2 separate regions of the Danio rerio genome follow, and region 1 is linked to region 2. Evidence: chromatin contacts called from public HiChIP or PLAC-seq data. All regions are on one chromosome and are shown on one strand. Each heading gives the region's core, a stretch centred on a gene start, on an enhancer-like site or on the middle of the called end of the contact. The rest is flanking DNA. Distances are from core to core; before and after follow the strand shown. Region 1 holds the start of dvl3a (dishevelled segment polarity protein 3a). Region 2 holds the start of zgc:153615.

The links. HiChIP or PLAC-seq counts read pairs in DNA pulled down with a chosen protein or histone mark.
Region 1: a contact with region 2 is called in an H3K4me3 HiChIP or PLAC-seq map of gastrula embryo, with 2.9 times the contacts expected there. The contact joins the promoter of dvl3a here to the promoter of zgc:153615 in region 2. A contact is called at or near these places in 2 of 4 datasets of contacts at active chromatin or transcription factors (embryo and gastrula embryo).

What each region holds. Positions count from the first base shown.
Region 1 is chr2:10,091,465-10,096,825 of GRCz12tu, reverse strand. It overlaps dvl3a (dishevelled segment polarity protein 3a), which reads left to right and starts at 3,729. Exons shown (of 15, transcript NM_131757.2): 1 at 3,729-4,257. The coding sequence starts at 4,097. si:ch1073-170o4.1 (a long non-coding RNA gene) reads left to right here. Exons shown (of 4, transcript XR_659919.4): 2 at 135-240; 3 at 581-631; 4 at 1,042-1,381. LOC137488413 (small nucleolar RNA SNORA13) reads left to right here and starts at 819; the gene lies at 819-954. It overlaps LOC137488412 (small nucleolar RNA SNORA13), which reads left to right and starts at 381; the gene lies at 381-510.
Region 2 is chr2:9,989,512-9,994,842 of GRCz12tu, reverse strand. zgc:153615 reads left to right here and starts at 1,329. Exons shown (of 8, transcript NM_001077791.1): 1 at 1,329-1,378; 2 at 3,842-3,960. The coding sequence starts at 1,349. It overlaps wu:fi34b01, which reads left to right. Exons shown (of 4, transcript XM_001338062.8): 4 at 1-1,045. The coding sequence ends at 866.

The DNA of each region.
Region 1 (5,361 bases), core at 2,480-4,979, 100 kb before region 2:
GAAAATGCTTTATCTGTGAAACTCCAGCAACTGTGACCATCCAATTAAAAATGTATAATATGTTTTTTATTTGAATTTGTTTGTGCCCGCTCAATTGTTTATTAATGCAAATGTTTGTGTTTTTTTTTTTTTAGGATTATAACGAAAACTAGCAGGAAATTGCACGCGCAATCATGTCACATGCTGACAAACCATGAGGCCCAGGAGAAAATGCATATAAGTCATGTTAGATTGATCCATGTGGGTATTTTCAAAGATTACAACTTTTGATGATACGTTGGACAAGCAAAATGTGTATCGTATGGCAGATTCAGTATAAACTGTATGAACGTTCGGTTTATGCTAAGCTTGCCATGCGGTTTTAAGTGCTGAGACACTCCTGCCTTTGTGTTGCCCATTCATTTCCTATTAGATGAATGTGGTGTCAACTAAGGCACACATTAAACCTTGAAATAGCCAAAGAGAGGACCGGCCACTCGTTCTCTTGCTTGTGCTGTAACAAGAACAACATTTAGAATTAGTTACAATAACTTTGTTCTAAATGTGTGCAACCTTTGACGATTATATTGTATCATTTCAGGTGAAATCCAGTAAAAGGCTACGTTAACATGGACAGGATACATGAAACTTGGTATGCAGCTATTAAAATAACTTAATCTTTTTGTGGAAAGTAATTCAGAAAATGTGTGTTTGGCCATTCTTTTTACATGGCTAATGTTGTGGGGGGATTAAATAGGAACTTGTTAAAAACGCAGAAGAGTTTGAACGTTTTTAAATGTCAAGAAAACTAATATTTCATATAAATGTTCATTTTATCATGCCTTTTAGTGTTGCCTGTTCATCATTGCTTGTCAGATGAATGTGGTGTCAAATAGGGCATACATTAATACATGACATGGCCACTGAAAGGTATCTCCATCCTTGCCTTTCAGAGGCTTCATGTAATGGACACTTTACATTTTCATACATTGATGAAGTATACAAGTTTCTGCATTAATAAATAAAAAAAATTAATGCTGATCTCATTTCATTCCATTCAAGATTCACAAAGGATCGAGTTCTTCCTATTTGAGGTAAATGAATCCTCATTAAAGGACTTGTGTTGTGTGAGGTGAGTTCTGCTAACCTGGAATCAAAATCAATTGATATTATTCACTTTTCCAATTTGCAGTTATTTGTTTTGTAAAGATTTGTGGGGTAAAACTGAATTCAGCAAGGATTGACTGTTTTTGTTATTATGGAATTATTTATATAATGTTTTACAAAGTATATTAAGTGTGTATGTTTATGTTGTGTTTTAGTGTCTTTTTTTCTACCTCAGCCCAGATGTTGTTTCTGTATATGTGCAACATTAATAAATAAAACCTTCTGTTTAACATTGTGTTTTGTATGTGGTTGTTTTATGGCCTATTAAAAAGCAGTTGAATATTTTGTGGTTCATGGCATGAAAAGAAAGTTGTAGTAAAACTATTTCTTATTTTCCTTTTCTCGCACAGCAATTTCCACAAGCTAGACTGTTGTTTTTGTTAATTCCTCATGCGCTACAGGACAATAAGTCATAATAATGTCTTAATGTACAGTTATAAATTTATATAAAAAGGGTCAGTTCATTAATGCTTGGAAAACAATTGTATTGTCATTAGATGCCACAATAATTGGCATTTGGAGTTGTGTTGATGCATAGATCATCTTGCTTATAAACGAGTAAATAGTTAATTGCCTTTTGTAATATATTTACAAGTTTTATTTTCAGATGATCTCATAGTGGGTTGAACTAACTATATGCAGTGTCTAAGATTATGGGATGGCAGGGTCCGAACTAGAATTATAACATTCAAACTAAGATTTAAGATTTACATTGATATACAGATAACATTGCTAAAGAGTTTAAAGACCTGATGAATAGTAGTAAAGCATAATATTTGCAATGCTTTTTTATTGTTAAATTAGAGGTGATTCTGGAATTAAAACACTTCATGTGACAGCACCTCATATAAAACCTAAAGCATTCCCATTGAGGTCATGTTATTTGTTGAGTACACAGTAACAGCTGTACACTGGGGAAAAAAAAAGACAAGGGTTCCACACAATCAATTTGTGTTGGGACAACAAGAAGGAAAAAAAATGTAAGTGGATTGAACACAATAGAACTATGTTGTCACAAAAAAACAAGAATTTTGTTTTAAGCTTATTTTAATAAAGTAGCTTAAAGGTGTTTTTGAGTGCAATACAAACCTGCTTGCAAACCATAATAATTATGTGGAGTATGAACACATTTTGATTTATTACGAAATAATTCTATTGACCGATTTGGTAGATTTTATAGGTTTATAAACAAAAAGTGTTTATAGAAAGCAGAATAAATGTAAGTGTTTCCTCATGTTTGAAATAACATTTTCAAAGAAATAAAAATATGAGTGAAATAGTTGAACACAGTGTGTAGTATATTCATATACAGTTGAAGTCAGAATTTTTAGCCCCCCTATTTATTTTTTTTCCCCAATTTCTGTTTAACGGACAGAATTTTTACAAAACATTTATTATAATAGTTTTAATAACTCATTTCTAATAACTGATTTATTTCATCTTTGCCTTGATGAGAGTAAATATTTGACTAGAGATTTTTTCAAGACACTTCTATACAGCTTAAAGTGACATTTAAAGGCTTAACTAGGTTAATTAGGTTAACTAGGCAGGATAGGGTAATGCGTTTCTGTAATCTATTGAAAACAAATTAAGCTCAAAAGGGCTGATAATTTTGTCCTTAAAATGGCTTTTAAAAAAATAATAACTGATTTTATTTTGGCCGAAATAAAACAAACAAGACTTTCTCCAGAAGAAAACATATTATCAGACATGCTGTGAAAATTTCCTTGCTCTGTTAAACATCATTTGGGAAATATTTAAAAAAGAAAAAAATCAAAGGTAGGCTAATAATTTTGACTTAAACTGTATACTGTTTTAAAGTAAAATGAAACAATCTCAAATTCGCCTGTACATAATACAATTTAAGTACTAAAATATGTTTTATTTAAACTGATATAAATTTCTTGCTATAAATATTTTTAGGGCTGCATTGTGATCGTTAAACAGTCATTAAATAAGTCTTGTACTAAATAATCATGAAAATAATTGCAATATACACTATTGTTGAACTCAAAGACATTACTAATGGATGTCTTCTGTTGATAGTTACATGATAGTTTACATTTATATTATAAAAGTGAATAAAATTAAACATCAATGACAACAATACAAAATGTTTCAAATGCAAGACATTATTCAAATTTCATAAAAATATATTTTATGGCTATGTGAAACAATGTCTTTCCAGTAAACATTTTATTACTCTCTCTCTCTTTAAGAAATTTATTATTTTTCTCCCTAAACATTAAACCAGATATATGTTCTTATTTTTTTCTTGGAATGAATCAGGTACATCCTAGCATGACCTAAACTAATACAGTTGCTGTGCCAGATTTAATTTTATTTATTTATGGCACTATTTATTTATATGACATGTGATTACGGTTGATAGCCATCCAGAAAGATAAACCATTTTTTCTTGCCTTGAGAATAACTAAGCTTTCCCAGTTTTGCCCGCTCTTCTAGTGGGATCCGTTTAGCAGCACAATGACCCCACATAACTCTTTTTTTTCCACACCTAGCACCCCTCACCGCTAGGGGGAGCACGTTTCCCCGGGCAGTCGGCGTCAATGAAAGCAATACAAAACCCTCTGGAAGGAGAGCACAGGGAAGCTCTCCGAGTAGCCACGACATTCCGGACCAAAATTATCTTTTCTACCACACATATTACGTGTTATTCTCCGATCTCAACAAGCGAGGTAACGTGAAATAGGAGTACGGATTAATAATCACCTTTCAAGCCCGCCAGCTCATGGAATATTTGCGCTGAAACAGAAGATTCCTGGGAACTCCGGAGCAAGGCAAGGAAGGAAGGAAAGAAAGAAACAACGAACGGGATTAACAAAAAAGTCCACTGGCGGGTGAAAGCGAGCAAAAGCCCGTTCTGGAGGGGCATCAGGGGAGCCCCTGCACTGGATGACCGCCGTCCACTTCTCCCCAGCGGTCTGCAATGGGGGAGACTAAAGTTATCTACCATCTCGACGACCAGGAAACTCCATACCTGGTCAAACTGCCCATCCCTGCCGAAAGGGTCACCCTTTTGGACCTGAAAAATGCTCTCAAGAAACCAAATTACAAGTTTTTCTTTAAATCAATGGACGATGACTTTGGGTGAGCTCACCGTACATTCGTTTTCTTAGCACTTCTGCATGAATTCTCTCCTTTAACTCCAGCTCTCCGCACGTTTTCTTCCCTTGTTTGGATCTCATATCGACTGCCATGATCTTCCAGAGCCTGATATATATCTTTCATTGTTTGTGCGAGTGTGGGGACGAAGTCAAATGTGAGGTGTGTGTGTGCGTGCGTGTGTGTGTGTGTGGAGTTCAGCAGGGGTGAATGTTTGGTCCTGTTCAATTGAAGACGGCATCCATTTTAAGACTGGATTACTCTCAAATACGGCGTTTGGCCTGATCTTGGGGTGTAGTTATTAAGTTAAGTGAGTGGTTTGGGATCACAGTCAAAGTATTAACAGGGTGTTGTTCGATATCATTCCTTAAATGTTCTCCCGCGTCAGTCTAAATTACCATGACTACACAAAAAAACACTAGTCCTTTTGGGGTTTCTTTACACTTATTATGCATAGACCCGGTTCCTAAAGTATTTTCTTTTTTTATCCTGTGTCAGAATATTGAAGAGCGAGTATTGCCGAAACTATCTAGCTTAACAAACCTTAACACACTAAGGAATTTTCCACCCTAAATCAAAAGCACATCCCAGAACTAACTTGCAGAATAATCTGAGTCTGCCGAGCGCATGCGCTGTTCAACGACTAACATTGATCCCTAAAACCGAGCACCCGAAAGATTTTTTTTAACATTCTAGTTACATTTTATTTATGACGGGCTCTTTCTTGGTCAGTAGCCATAACGCAAATTTCAACGTGAACTCTTTGACCTCGTAGGCTTAAAAAGACTAAAAGTAGACGTTGTACACATAATGAATCTGAGACCTGGGGGCTGTTCCATAAACCAAGCTTAGATAAAAAGCCAGGCTTATTTTGGTAAGTCAGGTTTATTAATGGCGGATTCTCTTTCATAAATCAAATTTACGATAGTTCAAACTCAATTATTATGGCAAATGCTGGGAAACTAACCTGGTCTGGGGCAGGTTACTTCTCAGGTGAATCAAAGTAATGTTAACATTCGCATATCGTAATTTGATGCCCTTTTTATTAACTTAACCTCTTAATAATGATTAAAACTTTATAGTCACTTG
Region 2 (5,331 bases), core at 80-2,579:
CAAATTATGGCAAACCAGTGCTTCCAGAGAAACCAGTTCCAAGGCCAATCCAAACACCACCTGTGAACCCCCAATCCTCAGGGTACCCTCAAGGATTTTGGTCATTTTACTACCCTAAATACCAATCTCCTGGCAGGCCACAGCCAACAGCAAAACCAGTTCCAGCTTCCGTGTCCGATTCTGAATCAGTTGCCCAAGCTCCACCTTTGGACCCTCAGTTGTTTTGGTACCGTCAAGGATTCTGGCCATTTTACTTCCCTCAATACCAATATCCTAGTGGGCCGAAGCCCACAGAGAAACCAGATTGTGTTCCGACCACAACAGTTGCCCCAGTTCCACCGGAGAAGCCTCAACTTCCATGGTACCATCAAGACTTTTGGAAATATTACTATCCTTACTATTATGGTAAGCCAAACCCTGTCAACAAACCAGTCTCATCAGTTGCCCAAACACCAATTCAGTATCCTCAACTGCCAGTATACCCCCAGATCGATTGGTCGTATTACTATAATCGTGGCAAACCGAAGACACCAGTTTCTGCTTCAATTCCCGACACCCCAGCAGTACCCCAACCACCACCCTATAAGCCTCAACCTCAGTACCCCCAGATGTTTTGGCAATATTATCCTAATTTCTTTCAAGAGTTTTATCCGCAATACCCTATCGAGCCTCCCCAAGCCCCTACCGAACCACCACCTACGACCACCCCTCCACCCTGTACTACCGTAGTTGTCAAATGCGAGCCCCCAGAGATCCTTGCTCCCAATTACCCTCCCCAGTACAATGTACAACAACGTCCTATGCTTTATGAAAAAGACCCCTTTTCGCTTCATTTTGTGGATCTGGCTGAGACTGATGCAGATTGAGTCTTTCCCATGATTTTGTAATATGTAATGACTGAGGGCAGATGGAATGGGGTTGCTCAAGTGCTACGCCTGGCTTTGAAAAACAAAAATGCTACGATGTGAATGGAAAATTGCTTGCTTATGTCTCAATTTAATTGTCCAAATTCTCAAACAATTCAATAAATCAAATATGGTCAAAAGTCGTTTTTCTGTTTATTATTTTAATTGTTATTAATATAAATCTCTGGAAGATCCAAGAACCACACGTAGGAGAGACTATGATTCAAGTGTGGAAGATGTAGAGCAAAAACATGGATCTAGTTCACTGCTTTTTTCAGTGGCTGTGTTTCATTGCAAGGCTTTCATTTGTGCTCCTTGCGCGCTCATTCGCACGCTCCCCCCTCCCAGACCTTTTCTGTGTGTGATTCTGGTCTCCAGGGTGTAGCTCAGACACTGCAGTAGAAGCTAGGGCTTGGCTGCTGCACTATACAATGCGCTGAAAGATGGTGCACCAGGAGAAATGTGTTTACCAGGTAAGACCAGCCATTTTGCAGTTTTGTGGCATTGGCGTGCTGTATGTGCAAGTAATAGGTTATGATGTGCGAGTTCAAAGCAAATTGATCATTTTCTGATGAAAGGAACTGTATTTTGAATCAATGTTAAGCTACTGTGTAGGTTTAGCTGAATATCTGATGTTTACTAGAAAAACAATATGCACTGCTTAGGCTAAAATGATGCTGCTCATTTAAAAAAAAAAAAAAAAAAAAAAAAAAGGTCACGTTTGTTTGTGTGTGAGGTATGGGTGTCTGCGTTTGCTTAGCATTATGTGCTAATTTAGTGACAACAATTTTTAAAAAGCAACCAAAAATGACACTTGTGCTAGTTCTCAGAATACTATTTTACAGATATACTAGATTATACTGCAAGTAGTACATCACAGGGAGAGCTGTTTCTCATTTGCCTCTATAATTTAAGTACATCATCAATCAGATGCTCTTCTACACCGTTCATCTATCTATAGCATCAGTCCCAGAGGAACTGCTCTGCACTCAGTATGATAATGCAAAATAAGCCAAGGGGAAAAAAAAAAATGTTAGTTATGGAATTTTACAGTTGCAGGCCTTATGATTATTCTGTAGGTGCCAGACATTTTAAAAGTGCATATGAGTCATTCTGAGCACCAAAAGGCAGCCATGTTGCCATGGCAATAATTTGAGCGGACTACATAGGTTTGAGAATATATATTCATTTCAATATACAGACTATTATGTAGCACAGCAAATGTGTATTCTATCTAGCTATCTACAGTATGTTGATGACGGCCTGTTCTTTCCATCCATCCATTTGTTTATAAAGGGCCTCATCCATCCATCCATCCATCCATGTTTATGAAAGGCATCCTTTCCATCCCTTCATTCCTCCATTTGTTTATGAAAGGCCTTTATCTATCTATCTATCTATCTATCTATCTATCTATCTATCTATCTATCTATCTATCTATCTATCTATCTATCTATCTATCTATCTATCTATCTATCTATCTATCTATCTATCTATCTATCTATCTATCTATCTTGATGAAAGGCCTGTTCTTTCCATCCATCCACCTATCCATCCATTTGTTTATGAAAGGTCTTGTCCATCCATCCATCCATCCACCTATCCATCCATTTGTTTATGAAAGGACTTGTCCATCCATCCATCCATCCATCCATCCATCTATCCACCCATCTGTTTATTAAAGGCCTGTTCTTTCCATCCATCCATTTGTTTACAAAAGGTCTGTTCAGTCCATCCATTTATCCATCCATCTATCGATGTCAGCTTATTTATGAAAGCTATCTATCTATCTATCTATCTATCTATCTATCTATCTATCTATCTATCTATCTATCTATCTATCTATCTATCTATCTATCTATCTATCTATCTTTCCATTCATCCATTCATCTGTTTATGAAAGGCCTGTTCTTTCCATCCATCAATTCATCCATTTGTTTACGAAAGGTCTGTTCCGTTCATCTATCTATGTAACAATCTATTTATGAAAGATCTATCTATCTATCTATCTATCTATCTATCTATCTATCTATCTATCTATCTATCTATCTATCTATCTATCTATCTATCTATCTATCTATCTATCTAGATGAAAGGCCTGTTCTTTTGTATCATCCATCCATTTGTTTATGAAAGGTCTGTTCTGTCCATCCATCCATCTGTTTATGAAAGGTCTGTTCTGTCCATCCACCTATCCGTCCATTTGTTTACAAAAGGTCTGTTCCATCCATCCATCTATCTGTTTATGAAAGGCCTGTTCTTTCCATCCATCCACCCATTCATCTTTTTGTTTACGAAAGGTCTGTTCCATTCATTCATCCATCCATCTATCTATATATCTATCTATTTATGAAAGGCCAGCTCCATCCATCCATCCAATAATTCAAATAAGCTTTATTGGCATTACTTTTCAAGTATTGACAAAAAACTGCAGATTACATAAACAATGAATAAAATAGTGAAGTGATTATACAGTATAATAAGGATAAGTATATACACACAATTAGATATTTGATATATACAAAGACAAATATGATTACTAAAAAAGGTTATGAAAGTAAAATAGTAATATATAATACATATGTCATGTAGATGGTTTGTATTATACATCCTCTCATTTTTCTCTCATTCTTTGTCTCCTTTTTTGTCCAATTATTGACTGTAGTCATTTCCATGCAAGCACACAATCTAAATTTAGATTGTACCTTCCAATCCACACACCCATTATTGCCATCTTTCCTTTTCCACGTTGCTCTTGTAATCCACCAAATTATTTATAATCTTCCTCAAGCTTTAAATAGCCACTGTATGTAGATGTATGAAAGCGGATGAGTGTTTAAAAATGCCATGTCAAACTGCGAGATCCTCTATGGCCTTTTACATGCTGTGTGACTCTGACTGTTCTCCTCATTCAAGTCAACTGTGTTTTCGCTCAGGCCCAGAGGAATGAGAGGGAGTCCATTAGGCAGAAGCTGGCCCTTGGCAGTTTCTATGACGACGGACCGATTACCTTTACTGGCTGTAGCAAGAGCGGCAAAAACTGCCTGTCCTCACGGTCAGTGTGTGCTTCTGTTCAGTGGGTTGGTGGTGTGTCATACAGTACGTAATGTTAGCTATTTTTAGCGTAGAACTGCACTGACTTTGATCGATATAGCTAGCGTTTTAATAAAAGAAATATGACCACTTTTTAAAACCTTTTGGCTGAGAATATTTTTGGCTTTGTCCCATTTGCTTCAAGATGACTAAGCATTATTTGTTACATCATCAAGTTATGAAACAAGCAGCTCTGATTCAATGTTTTCAATCTAAGTAAAGCTTACTTTAATCATTGCATAAAAATTAATCTAATATAATGCTCCTGACACATCCAAATGTTTATAAAGAAGAATTCTCGAATAAATCTGCTTCAGTATTGATTCTTTCAAGTGTTCTAAAAAGAGTATTCCCGGACAAATCTCAGTGTTCACATCTAAAGCTTGTGCATTGCTTTTAGGCCTTAGAAAATATTAAATGTGATAAGATTTACAATTAGAAAAGGTCTTTGCTTTAATTTGCATGGCTACATTCTCTTGCTCTGACAATTGATCATTGTTTTCAACGTAATGCACGGTAAAACCCAAAAAGTAAGGGAACCGTTTAAGGAAACCAATTGCAACAAACTATTTGAGTTAAAAAACTAATCCATATGTGTACTGTGAACTTAATTTAAGTTGAAGTAATGAGGTATTTAATTGACTCATTACCTTTAACACTATATATATAGTATATGTATAGTACACTATATATAGAGTTCAAAACTCTTTTCAAATGAGTAACTACACTCATTTCGTTTGATAAAGTTTACAGTTTTACAGTGTAGAAAAATGACTCTTTAATGAAAGAGGACTTCTGTGTTTATTTTCTGTTGGGTAACCCATATGGGGTTAATTAGAAATGATTGGGCAGATATAGCAGCTAAGAAAGTGCTTTAGTTTGAAGGAGCAGAATGTAAAATTCCTGTGTCTAATTTTCAAACCTGCTTTGAATCTGTACATTTGTGAAATGACAAATGGGATAAAGATTAATGAAAAGAAATAACTGTTTATATATGTATATATATATATATATATATATATATATATATATATATATATATATATATATATATATATATATATATATTGTGGGTGTGTGTGTATATATACAGTTGAAGTCAGAATTATTAGCCCCGCTTTGAATTTTTTTTCTTTTCATAAATATTTCCCAAATTATGTTTACCGACCAAGGAAATTTTTACAGTATGTCTGATAATATTTTGTTTTCCGGAGAAAGTCTTATTTGTTTTATTTCCGCTGGAATAAAAGCAGTTTAAATTTTTTGAAATGCATTTTAAGGTCAAAATAATTAGCCCCTTAAAGCTAATTTTGTTTTTGATAGTCTAAAGAAC